Regions from separate parts of the Hordeum vulgare genome. Here region 2 is linked to region 1. The links are chromatin contacts, called in public Hi-C maps. All regions are on one chromosome and are shown on one strand. The core of a region is the stretch at or near the end of the contact, and the rest is flanking DNA. Distances in the headings are between cores, read along the strand shown.

Region 1 (6,212 bases), core at 246-2,745:
TGGTAAGTTTGATTTCGAATAAATATATGTCCCAATGCACACTTAGGTAAAACCGTTATTTCAACATTCTATGTGCATGTCTTATTCTCCTCCAAACATGTCTCTCTTTGAAAATTATGCCCAGTCAAGTATGTCTTTTAATAATTTTGGTGTTTTTATCTATAGTATAAACCCCTTTGTTAATCATTGTGCTTTTGGGCACATTTTTGTATTCACTACTTGACAGATCGTGCGAACTCGACCATGGTGGAACACAATACTTTTGATACTCCCTCGCCATACTCATGTCTTGTTCTGATAAATCAATCATCACTATACTTCATTTTATTTTCTATTCTCCCCTCTCTTTAGGCACCGAGCTATGATAATCCTCCTTGAGTGATACGTCTGATCGTTAGTTGTCACTATGGAACAACTTTATTTCTTGTCATGGGTCACATAAGTCTTCTTTTATCTTTAAAATTTTATTTGAAATGTATCCTTAAACGTAAGTCCTGATAATAAGTTCTCTATAACATCATAATTCTACCCGATTTTGTAAGCCCTGACTCGCATGGCTTGGGTTGTCTAGTACTCCCTTCATCTCAAACTATAAGACGTTTCTTGGCACAAACGTCTTAAATTATGAGACGGGAGAGTAGCTGACTGTGAGGTCGTCCATTCTCTCTCTCTTATTATATATTGACATGAATGTCTTATACTTTCCATATCACAGCAGTTTTTGTTCTGTTGGGTCCATATGCTCATGGAGATGTCATGAATGTCTGCATACGATGCTTATACATGTATATAATCTTTGATTGTTCCTCGTCTAACGCTTCTTTGCCACATTAAGCCATTGTGATACCTTTCTCTCATCACCAATTCTTTTCCTTCGTAATATTGTCTGTTAATTCTGCATGACTTGGTTCATCTTTCTCCTGCTCCGATTTGTTATGTTCTTGCCTAGTCTTCATACGCATTCTCATACATGTCTTGTGCACGGTACTTATATGTATATATTTTCTCCATGGTGTGTCTCGTTTCGTGCTATAAGCCACTATAAACTGTGTATATGACCTTCAATAGTTCATTTGAAGAATGAGACTGGAAATACTATTTGGAGCCCGGGCTTCCGTGAACCCCATTTTTTTTATAAAATTAGAAAATACAAGAAAAAATCAAATTCTGGAACGCTTTTCACTATGATTTTTTTTTTTTAAACTGAGTCCACTTGAATCCGTACTCCATATTTATATTTATGCATGAGTTTTTTTGCGAGAATATTTATATTTTTTGGAAATAAGAATACTTATATTTATGCATGATTTATTAGCATGTTAGTTTGAGTTGAAAGGCATTGCACTTTGGAGAGTTATTTTCTGGTTGAGGGAATCCCACGGTCCCACCTTCGTTTGGTTTCAGTGAGATTCGGCCGGCATTGCATGGTTGGTATTCCGATGTATCCCTTTCCACCTTGCAATGCGGTGGGGCATATATTCAGTTCCACAGCGTGCCGTTAATTCACTCATTCGTGCATCCTTTAGACCGGGGTATGCACGTACCGTGCGACGTCGCGCTAGCTGGAGGAATCGTATTTATGCTGGTTCCATCCATCAGAGGCATAAGGCGCCCCGTCGCACTCGCCTGATCGTTCCATTCAGGTGATGCGACGGTACGGCCCTGCTAGCTAGTTTTACAGGCAATATGTCAAGTGCACATGTACATCGACCAATGCATTATGAATATATACTAGCTTCCCCGCGTAACATCGGTGCTCCCCGCACAAGCTTTGCCTTCTGAAAGCACTCATTGTCTCTTCCCCATTGTTTCATATTCTCTTCGTCTAAAAATATTTTTTATAAAAATAAATATATCTAAAACTAATATATATATATATATTAGTTTTATTTATTTTTAACATGTAATTTCGGACGAAGTGAGTATATGAGAAAAACCCAGGGTATGTAATTTAAGTTATTGATGCAGTATCAAAAGCCATGAGTTATAACCAAAAGTGAATATAATCTGGCTATCCATAATTATACTAAGTTAAACGATAATTTTTTTGAAACGGAGGCAAAGATTATCGTATCTATTAATTAAGCAAAAGAGAATTGGCCAGTAAATTATGAAAAAGCGGGTAAAACTAGAATAACAAGGGCCAAGCCCCTTTCTATAGCCTGAAACACTGCGGGTAAAGCCCACCCTAAACGACGACATGTCGACCTGCGGCCACACAACGCAACTCCAACTCAGACGGAGAATTCAGAAGAACAAAACCAGGCACGACTGGTGCCATGGAAGATCGCCGAACGGGCTACCTACAGCCACTCACCGTACACCACAGGGCCCCGCCGCCGCAGCTTCGGCTCCACAGCAACAAACAATCCAAGGCAATACCATCGACACGCCGGAGAAGAGCCGACTACCGCAACCATTGACGCGTCGCCGACATCGCTCCCACCATCATCGTTGCCACATAAGTCTGGACGTCATAGTGATACACTCGGGGTCGCCGCCCCGACATCTACCGCTCCGTCGCGCCCAACGGAAACAACCGGCACCGCCGCCCCGACATAGCACCGCTCCCCACGAGCAGCAACGCCACACAACCCAGCTGCCCGCAGCCCATGCCGTTCAGGGCAACCGCTCGTAGACCACGAACGTCGCACAACATCCGGGGCCTCCGCCCTGTCGTAAAGTCAGACCAACCCCTCTCGGGCGCATCGACCAGGCCGACACCCCTATCGCCCAAGCGGGACAAGGATGTCACCCAATCAATGTCCATATAGAGCCCCACCTCATAGAGCTGCCACTCACATTGTTCCCGAGAATCGCCATCTCGCCGCGCCAACAAAAACCACCCCAAGTTGCCGCCCCGACGTCCACTGTCCCCGACAACGAAGAGATCCGTGCAATCTGCAGTATGCTGACTCTCCAAGACGATGCCTCAAAGAAAGAAAATGACGTAGCCGCCGACATCGCCCGCTTCGACCATCCGAAACTAGAGATTTCTCCCGGAGAGTCGTGGAAATGAAGCTCCACAACAATGCCTTCAAGAAGGGGAACGACGCTATGGCATCGCCGTTGCCGGCACCAACCGAAAGTCAGGGCTGGGTTTTCGCCCGGAGCTCCACCACACCTCCGAATCCGGACAAATCCGAAGCACTGGACATCATACAATCCCCATGGTCGACGTCCATCGCCTCCTCCCGCCACCATGCCTCGAACGCACTGGTGCCACAATGCCCACTCCCTGCAGCAGATCCGTGCTGCATGAAGCCCTCCGCGATGTGCCCTGCGCCACCCAGCGCCACACTTCACCCCAACGCAGTCGCGCCGAGCCGCCAACCTGTCAGATCTGCGCGCAACCTTCACACCGGCACCTCCATTACGCCCAGGCGACATCCTGAGCGTCCCCATTGACTCCAGATTTGGGCGCCAGAACCCTCGATCCGTTGCGTACCGATCTGCAACCAACACCGTCGCGACACCAAACAGGAGCATCGTCGAACTTCGGGGCCGCTGCCTCGGCATCCGGTCGCCGTGAACACCGGCTGCCTCAACTAGCCGCAGCAGCCAGCCTCCCGTGGCGTTGAAGCCAACCCCGGCACGCGTGGCAAAAGCACAAGGCGAACGCCCAGCTCCAAGCCACGCACCACCGGTGTGCACGCATCTGCGGCCGCCGCTCGAGATCTGACGAGACGCGTGCGAGAGAAGACAGCCCCACCGCCGCGCGGGCTTTGCCCGGCCGCGGCCTGCGGCGGCGGCAAGGGAAGGGCGGAGGCAGGAGAGAACCGGACGCGGCGGCGCGCAGAGTCCACCCGAGCCGCTCCTGGGAGAGCGACGCGGGGCGACTTCTTCTTTCTTTGTGAGGTTGGTGTTGTTGAGGTTCTTTTTCTTCCACGTAAGTTAATGACAATTAATATGAATAGGAGGTAGTACTTAATTTGGTCAATCAGCCGGTCTCTATGATGATGATCAAGTATAATGAATAATCAAACTATCAAACAAAGACATTTCGAAGGTCTCGGTGAAGGTGGTGTTTCTTTCCAAGGGAGACTTTTTTTAGAAAAAAATCCCTCTAGTCGAGTCTTTTTCTAGTTTCTTAAAGAAAAGTCTCTTCTATTTCTTTATCTATGGATTAAAAAAACTTGTTTTAATCTAGTCCCTTTAAAGAAACACCACCGAAGTCAATTTGCTCGTACTAGCTGGAGTACTTGTAGCTTCCATCAAGACTGAATGATAGAGCTGTGACGAGTTTTGGGAGCCAGATAAAACAAACATGATGTGATGAAGACAGTAAACTAAACTATCATACCGTTCCAGGTGATCAGATCAGCATGCACGCATCAACTATTCAACTGCCATTCTTTCATTCAGTTTTGTTAGCTTCAATCTCCCAATGTAATTAAAGAACGTGAGTGAAGCTTCTTAGAGCATCTCCAACAGCAGTATAAAAAAACGCACGCAGTAAACAGAGCTTTTAACGCGCATGGGACGGAAACGCGCGCTTCAGTGGACGGGTGAAATTAGCGCGCATGGCTAACGACTGCGCGGGGGAGAAAACTAGCGGCCGCGCACTAGATTTGGCGCACCGCTTCGGGCGCGTCTATAAATTGCGGCGCTCGCCGCGCGGCTGCCCATCGCTGTCCTCGCCGCTCCCTCTGCCACGCGCGCTCTACTCTGCCGCTTCCTCGCCGCTCCGTCTGCCGCGCCTCCACCGAAACGCCGCCATCGAGCCACCATGTCGCCGCGCCGCCGTGGATCTTCGGGTTCCACAGGTGTCCGCACGCGCCTCTCCGGTGTCTACTACGCCGAGATTCGGTCCGGCGACGTCCGCCTCGGCCTCGGCACGTTTGAGACCGAGCACGAGGCCGCCCGCGCGTACGACGCGATTGCGTGGCGCCTAGGGAGACCTCGTGCGCAGATGAACTTCCACGACGTCTACACGCGTGAGCAGGCGTAGGCTGTCGCCCCTCCACCTCATCTGATAACAGAGCAGGACCGTGAGGAGCAACGTCGGCGGCAGCGCCGCCTCCTCATCGCCGAGGAGGACGAGCGATCCATGGCGGAGTGGCGCCGGCGCCACCCGGAGAACCTCGCCGCCGACAACGCCTTCTGGGCAGAGATGACGGAAGGAACCGCGAGGAGCGGGATGACAGGCGTCGACGCAAGGCATTGGTCATATCGCAGTGCGAGGTCATCAACAACGATGGCAAGTCGTTATTCGGGAGTGACAACGAACGTTGGGATGATATTTGGCTCGATACCTCGGATACCGACGATGATAATGAGGAGAAGGACGACTGCAAGTAGGTTCTAGTAATTTTTATCTATATATCGTATGTATTATGACAAATATTTATGTATCGTTTTATCTATGTATGTATGAAATATCTATGTATCTTTTTTATCTTTGTACCGTTTTATCTATAATTGTAGGTTCTAGTAGTTTTTATATCTATGCATTTTTAACGCGCATGCTGGAGCTAGGCGCGCGCTGCATTTTAAGGCGGTCGCTGGAGTCCGCGCTGGCCGCCGCATTAAAATAGACAAACGGCGCGCTGTAAATTTATTTTTTACGCGCCACGCGTTGGACACCTGTTGGAGATGCTCTAACCAGAGAGCTCCAGATGAGATCATCTAGTTTGGTGTTTTTTACGAGCAATCTAGCTTGGTGTAGTTAGTCATCTTGCACGCATCAGTTGTTTAGGAGATGAGCTCATGTCATTGTTTCGTATATAACTACTCTTTTCATATCTAAATAATTGTAGTTGGGGAGAATTAGACTACTTCTCATCAACTACAATTATTTAGGTACGAAGGAAGTAGTTTGATCTTATAACCACTTGGGATTTTAATTTTTTGGTGTAGGTGTATAACCACTTGGGAATATGATTATAAAAGTGTGAGTAAAAGCAAAACAAAATCGTGGAAGTTAGAATTATTCTACATAATACGGTAGTATCTGGCAAAGACTAGAAATTACGAAATGTACAACATCCTTTCAACTATAGGTTTCTAGAATTCTTGGGGAAAGCACCGGACTGTAGTCACGCCGAGACGCTCCCTATAATCCTTATTGTCGTTCTCCTGGACAGGATCTCGAACGATAGGGTTTCGGATGCACCTGCTCTCCCAACCACCCGTGAACGCGGTCGTCAAGATGAGATCGTCGGAAGCGGCACAAAGAGAGGACCAATAGATGACGGCTAGGGTTAGGGTTC
Region 2 (6,258 bases), core at 1,436-3,935, 730 kb before region 1:
ATCCAGGTCCCGCTATTGGATATTGACCGAGGAGTGTCCCGGGTCATGTCTACATAGTTCTCGAACCCGCAGGTCTGCACACTTAAGGTTCGATGATGTTTTAGTATAGTTGAGTTATATGTGTGGTTACCAAAGGTTGTTCGGAGTCCTGGATGAGGTCACAGACGTCACGAGGGTTTCCGGAATGATCCGGAAACGAAGATTGATATATAGGATGGTTTCATTTGGTCACCGAAAAGTTTCGGGCATTACCGGTAGTGTACCGGGAGTGACGAATGGGTTCCGGGAATTCATCGGGAGGGGCCCACCCACCCGGGAGTGAGACCAGTGACCCTAGGGTGGCGCACCAGCCCTTGGTGGGCTGGTGAGGCTAGCCCAATAGGGCCATGGCACCACAAGGGTAAAAATACCAAAGGAAAAAGGGAAAGAGGGAGGTGGGAAGGAAGGAGTGGACTCCTTCCCCCAAACCGAATTGGGGTGGGAGTCCACCTCCTCCCTTCGGCCGGCTCCCTTGAGCCCCAAGGCTAGCCCCTCCCCTCCTCCTATATATACTAGTGGTTTTAGGGCTTTTGAGACACAATTTTGCCACGTGCAACTCAAACCTATACCACGTAGTTCTTCCTCTAGATCGGATTTCTGCGGAGCTCGGGCGGAGCCCTGCAGGGGTAGATCATCACCAGTGTAACACCCCAAAAATCGGGTTATCATTTTTTGTGTTGTTATTCCTTTTTAGGTTTTCTCTCCTAGATTTTTCCCCTGGAATTTGGCAAATGACCAGGTGAACCCAGTCTATCCTCAACCTCTCAATGCCTTTCCCATGTCCTTGTGCCAGCTTGCCCTTGTTGAGTAAACCTGAACCTCTTCGAAACCCTAGCTCCGAAATATTGGAACCGGGAATCATGCCTTTGTGTTTACAAAGGAGCCATCATTTCCCTTGCTATGTTGATCCTACAAATATTCCCAGAGATCATTCTTCCCTCATAAAACCTAGAAGTGCAAAAAATATTGCCAAGTCATATGCAATATTTCTCCTCTAGAATTAATTCCCGTTTCTTCCTTTCTGAGGAATTAAATCCAAGAAAATATCTATCCATCTCCCAAGGTCATAAAAACTTGTGGAGATATTCCTTGTGATCCTATGAAGCTCTCATAAAATACTGGCCATCACTAAGTAGGGAAAAATGCCTTTTTCCAATATTGCATTTTGGGGAATTTCCAAAGGAACTACCATTTTGGTAGCTAGGGAAAATCCCAAATAATTTGTGGAGCTTCTCATATCCATATATTCATCATTTCCATCAAAATATCAAGTTCCCCAATTCAAAAATTGAGCACAATATCCCTTTGCAGATTCTGTCCAGATTTTCTGTTTGCAAAGGAAGTGCTTGATTCCTTGTTTCCCTTGAGCTGAAATTTTGTAGAGTAGTTCATGGTGATAAATCATCCTTGTCCACCAAAATTTAGCCCATTCCATCAATACAACATTCCTCAGCAAATTATTTAAGATTATGTCCAGATTGAAGCACTGTGAAGGAAGTACAATTTATATTTGTGCAAATGGTATGCAACTTTTACAGTGACTTCATATGCCTAAATCATGAGTCTCTTCCAAGTCTCAACCAATTCCATTTAGCCAATGAACCCCAGCACCATCTTCTTCATTTCTGGTCAGTATGCCAAGTTACAAAGAAAGTACCCTCTAGACTTATTGGATTGTGCTGAATTTTGGCCGAGATAGTGACCTTAGTGAGTGGTTAACCTCAGCCAAATATCATGCCAAGAGGTGCACTGTGGTGGACACACCATAGCACAAACACCATGCTGTTAGAAACTATTTGGTTTTGGTGTGGTCACCTCATTGCTCTCCAGTGGTGTGTGTTGTGTCATGTCATCTTAGAACAGTGTGTGGATAAGCTTAGATATGATTTGAGAGCTTGTGGGACATGGCAATGCCGTGACACCGTGGTAACCACATGCAGAGTATGCCAAAACCAAGCTTTGTGCATTGAGGTCGACGGGAGCTTGTCTCCAGCAAGTTCTAGCTTTTCCGGAAGTGTCTTGGATTTTCTCCCGGCGTGCGTGAACACTCTGGAGCCCTCTCCCCCTTGTCCCCTTGCCCCTGGAGGTGTATGCCAAAGGAATCCCTCCATGGCTTCTCGGAGCTTCTCCCGACATCGCGAGAGCCCCTCCCCGCAGCTATATTAGGGCATGCCCGAGCCTCTGACGTTCTCGAGGAACCTCCCAAGCCCCTCCCCAAGTGCTCTAGAGCTCCCCATTGCTCCCTAGCTGAAGGCCGTCACCGTTCCCCTCGGCCTCCATGCTGCAACCCTCTCTCCGGCCGTCCCCGGCTCCGTTCGAGCCCACCAACGTGTGCGTCGTGACCCGAGGACCCCATCCCCAACTTCGCCTACTCCGGGAAACCCTCCGGTCGCCGGAGTCGAGCCATCGCCGTCGCGGGATGCCGCGCCGCTAGGCCCTCCCCACTGGCCGTGTACCCTGCGAATGGATGCGCCACTCGCCGGCGGGCCCTCCGGTGGCCTCCGTCTGGTCGGGGGTGGCCGGAGCCGCCCTGGCGAACGCCGGCGCCGGCGCCCTCTCTCTGCCTCGCAGGCACGAGCGAGAGGTAGACGACGACCAGGAGGGAGGAGAGAGAAAGAGAGGATGGGGCGGGCCCCAGGCGTAAGAGAGAGAGAGAGGAGAGACAGGGCGGTCCCACCCATCAGCCGGCTAAAAGTCAACCCCCTGGGCCCGCACGTTTTAAGTGAAGACGTAAAAGACAAAATACGCTTTTGGTTTACCAAAAGTGTATTTCCCCGAAAGGCGCCTTCTCTTTTTAAACCCGCCGGCCGAACAACCTAAGTGGTGGATGTTCACTGGTTTAGATCGAAAATGAATAAGTTTTTATTTGTTTTCTGCCTAAACAGCGAACGGCCATAACTTTGTGCTCGTAGCTCCGATTGAGGTAAAACTAGCGCCCACGTCTTCGTATCGTCGAGCCCGTTTCGATAGTATCATTTTCATAATATGTTTGCAAAGTAGAATTGACTGCTTTGCCCTTGCCCTCTGATTGAGCCTTTCGAGAGGGAAACCTCTCCGGCAAATCTTCCCGGTGTTTTATCGCGCTTCTGCCCGGAGTATTCGTCGACCCTCAGGGAAGCCAACCTCTTACCAGGAGCTCCGTACTTGCGTGATAACTTTGCTTGCACTATGTGTGTTTATCTGTATCACCTGCTAGTCTACATTTGCATATAACTGTGATGGCATTAGTACTAATTACTAGCATTACTTTTCATCTAATATATGCCCTCAAACCTTGCTCTGTGATGCTCTTGCATATTAAATTTATAATGCTTATGTCCGAGTGTATAGTGATGTGTTGTGTGTGACTCTAACGAACCATTGCTCGCATTTTCTTCAATAATGGCACCATGCCCGAGTCTGAGCTGCTTTCGGCTGTCCGGGGTGGATGCCAACTTTATATTTCTTTTGTCAGCAGCTGTCCCGTGTTCTGAGCTGCTTTTCGGCCGTCGCGAGCAACTATTGAATTTATTTCCATGGCGGTGACCCTATGCTCTGAGATGTTCTTCGACCGTCTTAGGGAACTGCTACATTCTTTTTATCAACACCATCTCATGCTCTGAGCTTCTTTCCAGCCGTCTCTAGTCGGGGTTGAGTTACTCCAGTAATGTCCCAGATCTGTGTTGTAAAGACCGTTCTGGTGGCTACCGATTTATTTGCCGATTTTATGCGAGGGTTCTGAAGGTCCAACTTGTAGCTAGAATCTGTAAAGTATTAGTTTGCAATTTACATTATACTGTTGTGATTACTGTCTATGATTACTTTGTGTTTCATCCGACAACTTATGAATATGGTTTAACAGTAGTGGCTTGATCTTATTAATTATCGGATTGCTGTGACATCGTAGCGTCAGCTATGACAGATAATATTCGGGATAAGATACCTAGTTGGTTGATCAGAGTCACCTCTCTGGGCTCATCTGTGTAGCCACATTTGCCGATATGGGACGACCTTGACTTGGTCTGATTGTGTGCTCTTTCACCGGTACCTCCAAGGAGGGAGGGTTATGCACGTGTGCTACCCTAATCAGGTAGACAGTGATAACCCTGTGAGCCAGTTGAGTTGTTTATGCCGGCGTCCCCGGATGGGAAATTTTAGTTTGGCCACGACGGTGGCAGGTGTCATGAGGACACATGGCCATCCAGGGCAGGACTCTGGGGAAGGATGAATCCCGGTGGTATGATGAAAGAGTCACGGGTCAGGTAGGTTTCGTTGGAGCAATGCTGGTCCACCCGAATGGGATCACGAGGTCAGTGCTCCATAGTGTGGGTAAAGTGTGCAACCTCTACAAAGTGTCAAATTAATTCAAATAGCCGAGTCCACGGTAATGGACAGCCCGACCAGACCTCAGTAGATGGTCAACCATAACATTGTTAGTAATGATGGTAGAACTTGTCTCATGTGAACATCAGAGGATGTTGATAACATGATATGTTAGCCAAGAGAAGGCTATATGATGAATGGTCAGATGACCATGTGATGTGATTTGAACCCGCTCAGATTGGATTACGAGTACGTCGAGGGTTGTGGGACAACCCACAAGAGAGTAAGTTGGTATTCGGTGACAGCAAGCTGAATAAGCACTTGTCGTGATCTTTGCTATGCTAGTTAGGTAGATCACATGTTTAATCCATGTTATGCTACGCTTGATTTATATTTTCTTGTTAATTCCGTGCCATGCTCAGAACATCTATTTTATAATTATTATGCTTGCTTTTGTTATCTGCTGTTTGGATGCTATGTATTTGGTTGTCTTGCGAGTACATTCAAAGTACTCACCTGGCCTTGCACGTGGCCAGTTGCAGGAGAAGACTCGTCGTGCTAGATTGTAGCCCAGCCAGTCCTGCGAGTTATGGAGCCCAGCCAGGGACGTCGTTGCCGCTGTATCAGGACCTCTGCTGCCATTCAGTTAGCTTTGGAGTCATGTAATATTGTTGTAAGCAACAGTATTTTAATACTCCATTATATTAATAAAGCCATTTTCCCCTGTAATTTCTGTATCATCTCTTTGGCATGCGTCCGGTCTCATCCTGGGGACGAATGTGCGTCGGCCCTCTATCGGGTGCAACCACCACCACCGGAGCGCCGTCATGCTGCCGGAGAACTCATCTACTTCTCCGTCTCTCTTGCTGGATCAAGAAGGCTGAGATCGTCATCCAGCTGTACGTGTGTTGAACGCAGAGGTGCCGTCCGTTCGGCACTAGATCGGAACTGATCGTGGGACAGATCGTGGGACGACGGTGATTTGAATCACGAAGCTGTACCACTACATCAACTGCGTTTCTTAACGCTTCCCGCTTAGCGATCTACAAGGGTATGTGGATCTAATCTCCTCTCGTAGATGGACATCACCATGATAGGTCTTCGTGTGCGTAGGAAATTTTTTGTTTCCCATGCAACGTTCCCTAACAGTGGCATCATGAGCTAGGTTCATGCGTAGATGTTATCTCGAGTAGAACACAAAGGGTTTTTGGGGCGTTGATGTTCGATTTGCTACCCTCCTTAGTCTTTTCTCGATTCGGCGGTATTGTTGGATTGAAGCGTCCCGAACCGACATTACTCGTACGTTTACGAGAGACTGGTTTCATCGACTGACATGCAACTCGTTGCATAAAGATGACTGGCGGGTGTCGGTTTCTTCAACTTTAGTTGAATTGGTTTTGACCGAGGCGGTCCTTGGAGAGAGGTTAAATAGCAATTTGCACATCTCCATTGTGGTTTTTGCGTAAGTAAGATGCGATCATACTAGATACCCATAGCAGCCACGTAAAACATGCAACAACAAATTAGAGGACGTCTAACTTGTTTTTGCAGAGTATGCTTGTGATATGATATGGCCAATGACGTGATGTGATATATTGCATGTATGAGATGATCATGTTGTAATAGTTAATATCGACTTGCACGTCGATGCTACGGCAACCGACAGGAGCCATAGGGTTGTCTTTAAACTAACGTTTGTGTTTGTAGATGCGTTTACTATATTGCTAGGTTGTAGATTTAGTAGTAATAGCATAGATAGCATGACAACCTTGATGGCCGCATGATGATGGAGATCATGGTGTGGCGCCGGTGACAAGAAGATTATGCCGGTGCTTTGGTGATGGAGATCAAGAAGCACAGGATGATGGCCATATCATGTCACTAATGAATTGCATGTGATTTTAATCTTTTTATGCA

The links. A called contact is a pair of places that touch in the nucleus more often than the background predicts.
Region 2: a Hi-C map of leaf shows a contact between it and region 1, with 3 times the contacts expected there. The contact joins two enhancer-like sites. A contact is called at or near these places in 2 of 6 Hi-C or Micro-C datasets (leaf and seedling).

Annotation. Positions count from the first base shown.
Region 1 is chr3H:440,411,549-440,417,760 of MorexV3_pseudomolecules_assembly, reverse strand. It overlaps the pseudogene LOC123443795. Among protein-coding and RNA genes, the nearest start is that of LOC123440112, 420 kb to the left of the region's middle. Within about 2 kb of position 1,495, at least 1 of the 3 cell types and tissues checked has open chromatin away from gene starts, as enhancers often do. A contact at or near this core is called in leaf, where this site is marked.
Region 2 is chr3H:441,138,853-441,145,110 of MorexV3_pseudomolecules_assembly, reverse strand. No RefSeq gene overlaps it. Among protein-coding and RNA genes, the nearest start is that of LOC123440113, 130 kb to the left of the region's middle. Within about 2 kb of position 2,685, at least 2 of the 3 cell types and tissues checked have open chromatin away from gene starts, as enhancers often do. A contact at or near this core is called in leaf, where this site is marked.